Regions from separate parts of the Macaca fascicularis genome. Here region 2 is linked to region 1. The links are chromatin contacts, called in public Hi-C maps. All regions are on one chromosome and are shown on one strand. Each heading gives the region's core, a stretch centred on a gene start, on an enhancer-like site or on the middle of the called end of the contact. The rest is flanking DNA. Distances are from core to core; before and after follow the strand shown.

Region 1 (4,365 bases), core at 1,102-3,601:
GGCCTATTGCCAGGATCTGAGCTCAGAAGTAGAAATGGGAAGGAAGGTAGCTGGGGAGGATTTGTGGTTGGATGAAAGGTGGGGCTTAAGACAAGGATGTCCTTGCCTTTCAGGTTTTCTACTGAGGCCTCCTTATATGCAAGATAATTAAGTGCCAATGTGACAGAGGAGCAATTTAAAGGGTAACAGAGATATTTAAGTCTAGGTATATTCAAAATAAACATCCTAGCCAGGTCAACTTCTGGGTCCTCTCTGCGTGCCCCAGACACATCAAACGCGCGCGCGCACACACACACACACCCCTTAGATTATTTACTGTGAAATGCTAAGTAAATAGATCTCAGGCAATGAAGAGGCTGTGTAGTTGGTGACAGTATCTGTGACTATGAGACATAGTGGGTTTGGAAAATTCAATTGGCCACAGAGGATGACAGTATTGTCTGACCAAGGAGGGAAAGGGCAAATAACTTGATTCTGGAAGAACAAATTTGAAGTCAATTCCACTTTACTACTGTGTGTGGCTGAGCAGACGGAGGTCAGCTTCAGGATAAGACCTAGTTCAAGTCCTGCTTCTATCACTTCTGCGCTGTGGCCTCAGGCATGAGTCTGGGTGGGTTACAGAGAGGAAGCAGTAACAGCTCTCAGGTCTTCCCTGTCCAAGTGTCTCAGACTGAGAGTTTGACCTCCACTTCCAGCGTGGCCAGAACTACAATGTGATCAAAAGAGCCCCTGGCCTTGCTGTCTGCCCTCACAGTTCCCGCTGTTACTACAGGATAGCGGAAAAACAGACTCCCCCAAATCACATCTATAATAGATGGACAGCAAATGCAGATTCTTGATTCGGGCTATTGTTTTAGTAAATCAACATTCTTAAGAGAATTTCTCAGCTCTCAGCTGCCCACATCTCAGAGTTAAGTCACATTTTGGGGCTTGCCCAGGCAAATTCAAAGCAGCACCAGGCACTAGTGGCAGCTACTTCATCTTCAGGCAGCATTTCCCTCTCAACAGGGAGCATGCCACCTCCCCTAGGTGCAGATCCCAGGAAAAGTTACACTGAGCAAATTGGGCCACTCCTTGGGCCTATTTCCCCAATTTTGGTTAATAATCAAAGGATGATCTGAAATCGCAAAGAAGAGACTCTTGGAAAAGACATAATTGTGGTGCCACCAGATTTAGGAACTGGCATCCAAGTCCACCTGTGTGACTTTCCCCTGGGCCTCAGTTTCTCCATCTGTAAAATGAGGTCATTTTATTTTTTTTGAGACGCAGTCTGGCTCTGTTGCCCAGGCCGGAGTGAAGTGGTGTGATCTCGGCTCACTGCAACCTCTGCCTCAGCCTCCCGAGTAGCTGGGATTACAGGTGCCTGCCACCACACCTGGCTAATTTTTCTATTTTTACAGCGGGGTTTCACCATCTTGGCCAGGCTAGTATTGAACTTCTGACCTCGTGATCCACCCGCCTCAGCCTCCCAAAGTGTTGGGATTATAGGCGTGAGCCACCGCACCCGGCCGAGTTCCTGTATTAAATGGAGCCCTGCCAGCCCCTACAACATAAGGCATTAAACGTTCCCACAACTTGCTCCGCCAGGCTGGCAGTGAACAGGGCTAAAGCCTCGACTTCCTCAGAGGTGAAAAGGTAAGCAAACATTCCGACCTCCCCTAGACTTGCTCTCGGATTGGTGCTGGGCCCGGCTCCCACCGCCTATCCCGGCCACATCCGTCATCTGGACTGCTAATACACTCATTAGCATAAAGATTCCTCCGAAGACCCGGTGCACGGGGCTGAACCGGAGTCTGTCCCTTTAAGGAAAAGGGGGACAGCCAGTCTGTCCCTAAGGACACTCGGCACTGCATTTCCTCCACACGGGCCACGCTGTAAACTAGAAAGGTTGCGTGTTAATCCACCCCCACTCCTCAACCCCGACAGGGGGATCCTTGGAGTGAACAACGCGCGGGGTCCCGGAGGACTGCGGACAGGTTTGGCCTCTGCGCGTAGCAGGCTCCGCCAGGCAACCTCTCGCCCGAGGCAGCGGCGAGCAGCAAGCTAGGCGGAGCCGGCTGCGCGGCGGGACCCCGGCGCCCTGGGGCACGACCCTGGTGCTGGCGCCTGGGCGGCCGCGGGAGGTGGCGCGTGCCGGAGCGGAGAGGTGCGCCCACCCCAGGCCCGGGCGCGAGGGAGGCGGGGCTTGGGCCGCGGCCCCGGGCCAGGCTCGCGGGGTGGGCGGTGCTGGGTCTGCGGGGGCGGACGGGGGGCGGGGCGCGCGCGGGCTCCGGGAGGGCGGGACGGCGGCGCGGGGCGGGCTCTGGCGGCCTGAGTGTCACACACGCGGCGGCTCGGGAGGCGGCGGCGGCAGTGGCAGCGACAGGCGCCGCCGGGACGGGCACGGGCGCGCGGGCTCGGGCGGGCGCCGGCTGCCTCCCTCCGTCGCTCGCTGTCTCTCCCGGCCGCGTTCTCCTCGGCTGCGCGGCAGAGCTCGCCCCAGCGCTCGCAGGAAGGAAGAAGGGAGCCGAGGACGCCGAGAAGTTCCCGCGGCAGCCGCAGATCCCGGCCAAGGCGGAGGCTGCGGCTCCGACGGGGCAGGAGCGCGCTCCACGGCGGGGGGCTCACGGCCACAGGGTCCGCGGCGGTAGCGCTCGGACCTTCCGCTCTCCCCCGGGCCGTGGGCCGGGACCCCATGAGACGCGCCCACGAGGGGCGCGAGATCCCTAGCTCGGGCGGCGCTAGGCGGAGGGCGGTGCTGCAGCTGCCGGAGCCAGAGAGCTGCCGGCAGGAGGCGGCGGCGGCGAGAACTTGAACTTGGCGTCGCGAGCGGGCGCCCCGGACGCCCCCCGCCGGGGCCGGGGCGCCGAGGGACCTGCGCGGCAGCGCTGCCCCCCGAATGGCCGCGGCGGCGGACCGGGCTCCCACGCCGCGGCCCTAGGCGGCCTCTCGCCATGGCCAAGTGGCTAAACAAGTACTTCAGCTTGGGCAACAGCAAGACCAAGAGCCCACCGCAGCCGCCGCGGCCAGACTACCGCGAGCAGCGGCGCCGGGGCGAGCGGCCCTCGCAGCCCCCCCAGGCCGTGCCGCAGGCCTCCTCCGCTGCTTCGGCGTCCTGCGGTCCGGCCACCGCCTCCTGCTTCTCGGCCTCCTCGGGCTCCCTGCCCGACGACAGCGGCAGCACCAGCGACCTCATCCGCGCCTACCGCGCGCAGAAGGAACGCGACTTCGAGGACCCCTACAACGGACCTGGCTCGTCGCTGCGCAAACTGCGCGCCATGTGCCGCCTGGACTACTGCGGCGGCGGCGGCGGGGAGCCAGGCGGGGTGCAGCGCGCCTTTTCGGCCTCGTCCGCGTCGGGCGCCGCGGGCTGTTGCTGCGCCTCCTCGGGCGCGGGGGCCGCCGCGTCGTCGTCCTCCTCCTCCGGCTCCCCGCACCTCTACCGCAGCAGCAGCGAGCGGCGGCCCGCCACGCCGGCCGAGGTGCGCTACATCTCCCCCAAGCACCGCCTCATCAAAGTGGAGAGCGCGGCGGGCGGCGGGGCCGGGGACCCCCTGGGGGGCGCCTGCGCGGGCGGCCGCACCTGGAGCCCGACGGCTTGCGGAGGCAAGAAACTGCTCAACAAGTGCGCCGCCTCAGCCGCGGAGGAGAGCGGGGCCGGCAAGAAGGACAAGGTAAGGTGCCCCTTGGCCTCTTCCCGAGGTTCCAAAAGAGCCACGGTGCGCACGGGGAAACCAAGGCACCCACCGCTCTGGTGTCGAGTCCCTACTTCAGCTTCGGCCTAGGACCCTGGGTCGGGGCTGGCGTGCTGCTTCCCCGGTTCTGCCCCCTCCCGCTCGCTTTTCCTGGGACCGGCGGCCTCCTGACACCACCGCTTTCGCCGCTGCTCCCAGAACGTCTCCTCTCTGAGCCCACAGCCCGAGCGAGAGCGCCCGGCCCAGCCTTGTCCCAGGAAGACGGACCCAGCCAGCCCTTCCGGCTGCCAAGGAGTAAAGTCAGAGTCAGAGCTGTCAAGGACTTCAAAGAGCTTTGACTCCTGACTCCCCTTACTCCAGCCTCCACCCTCCGCTCACGCTCTAGGTGGGGAACTGAGGTCCAGAGCAAGGAAGGGACTCGCCCAATATTACACAGCATTCTTGGTGGCAGATCTGGACCGGCTGTCTCCAGCGTGTATATGTAAATCCCTCGCGGCTGCCCTGCCCGGCCCTGCCCCGCCCCGCCCCACCCCGCCCCACCCCACCCCCAGCTCCAGGTTTCCAAATTCGGGCTGCCTGGTACCGGAGCTGCTCCGGGAACCTCCACGCGTGCTTTTCCGGTTGAAATGCGCTGCCTCCAAGAGCGCTCCTCACCGAACCCGTCAGTTCCTGCCGCTGCGCGCGGGAGGGG
Region 2 (4,365 bases), core at 1,159-3,658, 160 kb after region 1:
TTTTTGCCAAGCACTGAGTGGGAGAGCCAGGAAAAATCCAGACAGCTCTGCCCTCATGAGCTGGAGGTGGGAAAGATCATATTTTCATGAGTGACTACAACATAGGACAGGACATCAGAAGCGCCCCAAACTTTGAGCCATGGGAAGGCAGGGGAAAGAACAGTCAATTTTGCCTGAGATGATCAGGGAAGGCTGCTAGGAGGGAAAGGCGGCAAAAGGACCTTGAAGGGCTGTTTGGTGAAGGGCTAACACGTATCAATGGTGAAAGGGGGAAACAGGCTTAAGGAACACAGGTTTTGCAAAACACTGAGACTGCATATGGCAAAAGCACAGAATATAGTTGGGGTTGAGGTAGACAGACTGGCAAAAGGGCCAGGACAGGACAGCCCCGTGCACCAAGTTAAGGAGTTTGGATTTACTGGGGGAAGCAAGAGGGAACCATTGGAGATTTTTAAGCTGGAGGATGACATGATCACAACTGGGTTAGAGGATATCTGGCAGCTGACCTAGTGGCTGGAGGTATGGAATGCAGCAATGGGTGGATAAGGACAGAAATGAAGGACTAACTTTAAGATGGATCCGGAATCCAAAAATAGAGGGTTTTCATCCCCAACATTCATATGCCCAAGAAGAGCCAATGAAGGGCCTGGGGGTTTCTGACAAGGAACAGAGAGCTGGAGGCGCAGAGAGGCCTGTGCTGTGACTGCAGCATAAAAGAAGCAGACTGGCTCAGCTCCAGACCTGAGCTTTCCCGTTAGCCCGGGATTTTCTGAGTCTGGTGTGCCCCAATTGTGTGTTTCAGTCTTTTCCTTCTTGTTCAGGTTTTACCACAGGAGAATAACCTCTCCATTCTAATCTGAAATTAATTATTTATGCTTATGAACACGCTGGATGCCTGCCTGGTTTATTTATTTTTCGAATAATACATCTGAATAGGCATTCACACAAGACAGGGCAAACATAATTTTGAGGCAAAGGCCCTTTCCAACTGTTGTCCGATTAATTGTTCTAAGCCATTGTGTAGCCTTATCCTTATCCTGTGGAGTCCAAAATTTATCCCTCGCATACTAATTAGATGGCAGGTGCCTGTGTCTGACAGTCAAGATTCGCACTATCCAGCCCCACCACCTGACCCTTACAGTCTTATCTCCCGCTGCTATGAGTTTCTCCACTGGGCCAAACTCCACCCATCCACCCTCCAAGGCCCAGTTCAAACGTCTACTCTGTGAAGCCATCTCTGGATCTCCCTCGAGGGGGGAGGCCCCCCATGCTTCTGAATTTCCACTCTTTTGTTTTTGTAGCCTTCATCAGACGCTAAGCTCCCCAGGACCTTGCACGCAGTAGGTTCCTCAATGGAGCGTTTGCTGGAATAGGGGAGCCTGGTCTCCAGCTTCCCGAGAGGCAGCTAAGCACGGCAGCCAAAGCGGAGCTGGGCAAAGACCAGACCCGCTTTTGGAGTGTCTACAAAGTGCTCTCGGGGGAAGGGGGCACGCGGCGAACGTCGCCCACCCGGAGCCGATCCCCCCAAGAACGCTTCACTGGGGTGGGGTTACTGCTTGGGCTGTCCCCAAGCACAGTGCACACACTTCACACATCCACAAGCCTCCTGAAACGCCTCTCCCCTCAGACCGACCTTTCCGTTTCCTTCAACGCCTCCCATCTATTGTGTGCGTTCCAGTTTCCAACTGAGAGTCAGAACCCTCATTTCCAGAGTCTCCTACAACAGCCCGGGGACGCACACAAGGCACGGGTTACTTTTCAGACGGGGATTTGGGGCTCAGGGTCCAGCGACTCGTCCAAGGTCACTCTCAAGAAGTATGAGGGCTATGACTTTGACCCAGGCCTTCTAACTCCCCGGGCAGCGCTCCTTCCAAGCCCCCCGCAAGCGGTCTGAGCTTCGAAGGAAAAAGAGTTAAAACGTTTAAAAGTGATTCGTATGTTCCAAAGCACGCACAAAGTGTGTTCTTCTGTGAACTGCGGAATGGGTCGCTGATAAAAGATCCCTCTGAAGGTTTGAAGATACCCAACAAGGCTCCACAGAGGGCACTTTGGAGTCTTCCGCGAAGGCGCTAGCCCCCTAAAACCGACAATGCCCCTAAAACCGACAATGCCCAGACGCCCCCTGCAGGCAGCGCGCTAGAGAACGCGCGTTGGCTGTTTCTGGCACGCTGAGGCCACCGTACGGCATTAAGGGTGAAGCATCGAGGCTAGCAGAGCCCGCAACCTGACAGGTGTACTGGCGTGGCCCTCTACCTGCCCCGCCGCGGCGGCCTGCGGCCAGGAAAAGCAGGCTGGCGACATCTGGCGGGCCGCGGGCCGCGGGCCGAGGGAGAGGAGGCGGGGCGGCGTCTCCCTCACGTGACCCCAACGGCGCCTGGCGCGTAGTTCTGCGCCCCAGCCCCTGGGTCGGTCACGGTCTGCGCCTGCGCGGGCGCCGGCTCGCTATCGGTCCTGCAGGACGCGGGTGGCGATGGGTGAGTGCGGGGCGGGCGTGGGGAAGCACCGGGTTCCCGTAGCAAGAGGTTGGAGGGAGGGGAAATGCGCCGAAGGCCCGGTTGGGGTAGCCTGCCGCCCTGGGGGCCCATCCCCGTCTTCTGCGCGCTCCAGCTGCGCTGGCTCGGCCCCTGCGGGCCCCACCCAGGCGGCGCGCACTGAATCAGTTCTGAGCCTCCTCGGCTCCCGGCTCCCCCGCTTGCCCCGGGTGTTTGTCCGGCTGCTGGGCGACCTTTCCCGCGAAGGCGTTGTCCCTTCATTCGGGCGCGCCCGGGGCTGGGGAGTCACCTCCCTAGTGCACAGGAACCGCAGGGGTGGGGAGGAGCCAGGCGCTACCTGCACCCGGGGGAAAGCGGGGCTGGCACCGCGCAAGGGCCCTTGCCTCCCGGGAGACTGGGATTTCTGCCTCACCTCGGGACCCCTGGCTGTGGAGTGTCAGAGACGGAAGAGGACTTAGTGATCTTGTCCAACCCCCTCCCCGCTTTTCACAGGTTGGGGAAATGGACGCCTGGAGAACGGTAAGTTCAGCTACATAACCTGGCAGTGCTTGTTCTGCGACACCATGTTGCATCACGTTGTAGGAAGCTCACTTGTACAAGGATTTTCGGGGACGATGGTGGTGGTGGTGTTAGTCTCCATCCATTATTTAGTGTTCAGTTTAGCTAGATGGAGTATGTCAGCACCTCAACTTTCTGCATAACCTTTGTTTTGCACCTCACAGCTCTACCTAGCTGATCTTAATTCCCACCTTCTGTTTCTCTCTACTTGTAATCTGTGAAACAGAAGCCCTTGAAATGTGTAGTGACCTTGCCATTTTGAGCTTCCTCTGCCTGTGCTTTGAAAGGATTCCGTAGGATCAAAAGATGCTTGGACTCTTGAGGTCCCATAGTGGTTCAGAGCACAGGTTACCGCTTTGGAACTGGGGTCACCCTTAGCGTATCTCAGGGGAAAATAAGCTAGGAGTTGATTTGTCTGATCTCTCATTTGGTAAAGGAAAGCAAACTCAGATTAGTGGATTTTAAAATCAGATATTGCTTTGTCTTTGTATTGGCAAGATAGTGTCATAACTAGGGCTAGACCCAGGCTGATCTTGTTCTGAATGCTGACTCAGACCTGCTGACTAGTGGAAATTCACATCCTTTGAGAATTGGAGTCACCCTCTCCCCAGTTTTTGCAGAGACCTTTGTATTTGAATCATATCTGGATCATGCTGATCCATGTAGGCTGTACATTACAGTCAGGTTTTAGACTTTACACTGTTTTCTTAGTCACAGGAGCTTGACACTTGTAGTTGCTTGAAAGTCAAGTTCATTAACTGCTCCCTTATGATGAGATAGTTTTACGTAGCACACAAGCGTAAAGTTATGGTAAATAAATTTTGCAATAAATTGCAAAGAATTATCCACATTAATGAATAAAAGTATAAAGATCAATTTAGCAAAGAAATTTAACTATGTTCACAGTATAGGTAAACATGCAAAATTCTAAACTGCACTACCAAATAATGCTGTGCACATTATCCTTCTATTGCTAAATTAAGAACCTGTTCACACTATCCTGGTGTGTAGGATTAAACTAGAGAAAAAGCTTTAAATCTGTGAAGTCCGAGAGGGTTTCATAACATTTTTTTTTTCCCCATCTAGGCCTGTTTTTTAAATCTGAGAATCTTAATGTACAGTAATGTTCTTAAAATAGTTTGATATGGTGGTCAATAAATGGTTAACTTCTGTTAGCTGTAATTTTCCGCTTGTTTAATAACAGTCCCCATTCTCAGAGTCATAAATAAACTAACCTTTATTTGCAAAATTTCAGAAAGTAATACAAGTAACATTCCAGTAAAAGTGAACATGGACAAGATTTTTATTGTTGTTC

The links. A called contact is a pair of places that touch in the nucleus more often than the background predicts.
Region 2: a contact with region 1 is called in a Hi-C map of liver, with 2.4 times the contacts expected there. The contact joins the promoter of SLC25A51 here to the promoter of SHB in region 1. A contact is called at or near these places in 2 of 2 Hi-C or Micro-C datasets (liver and skeletal muscle).

The regions. Positions count from the first base shown.
Region 1 is chr15:61,249,507-61,253,871 of T2T-MFA8v1.1, forward strand. SHB (SH2 domain containing adaptor protein B) reads left to right here and starts at 2,352. Exons shown (of 6, transcript XM_005581249.5): 1 at 2,352-3,653. The coding sequence starts at 2,934.
Region 2 is chr15:61,414,400-61,418,764 of T2T-MFA8v1.1, forward strand. It overlaps SLC25A51 (solute carrier family 25 member 51), which reads left to right and starts at 2,409. Exons shown (of 5, transcript XR_012424549.1): 1 at 2,409-2,474; 2 at 2,985-3,011.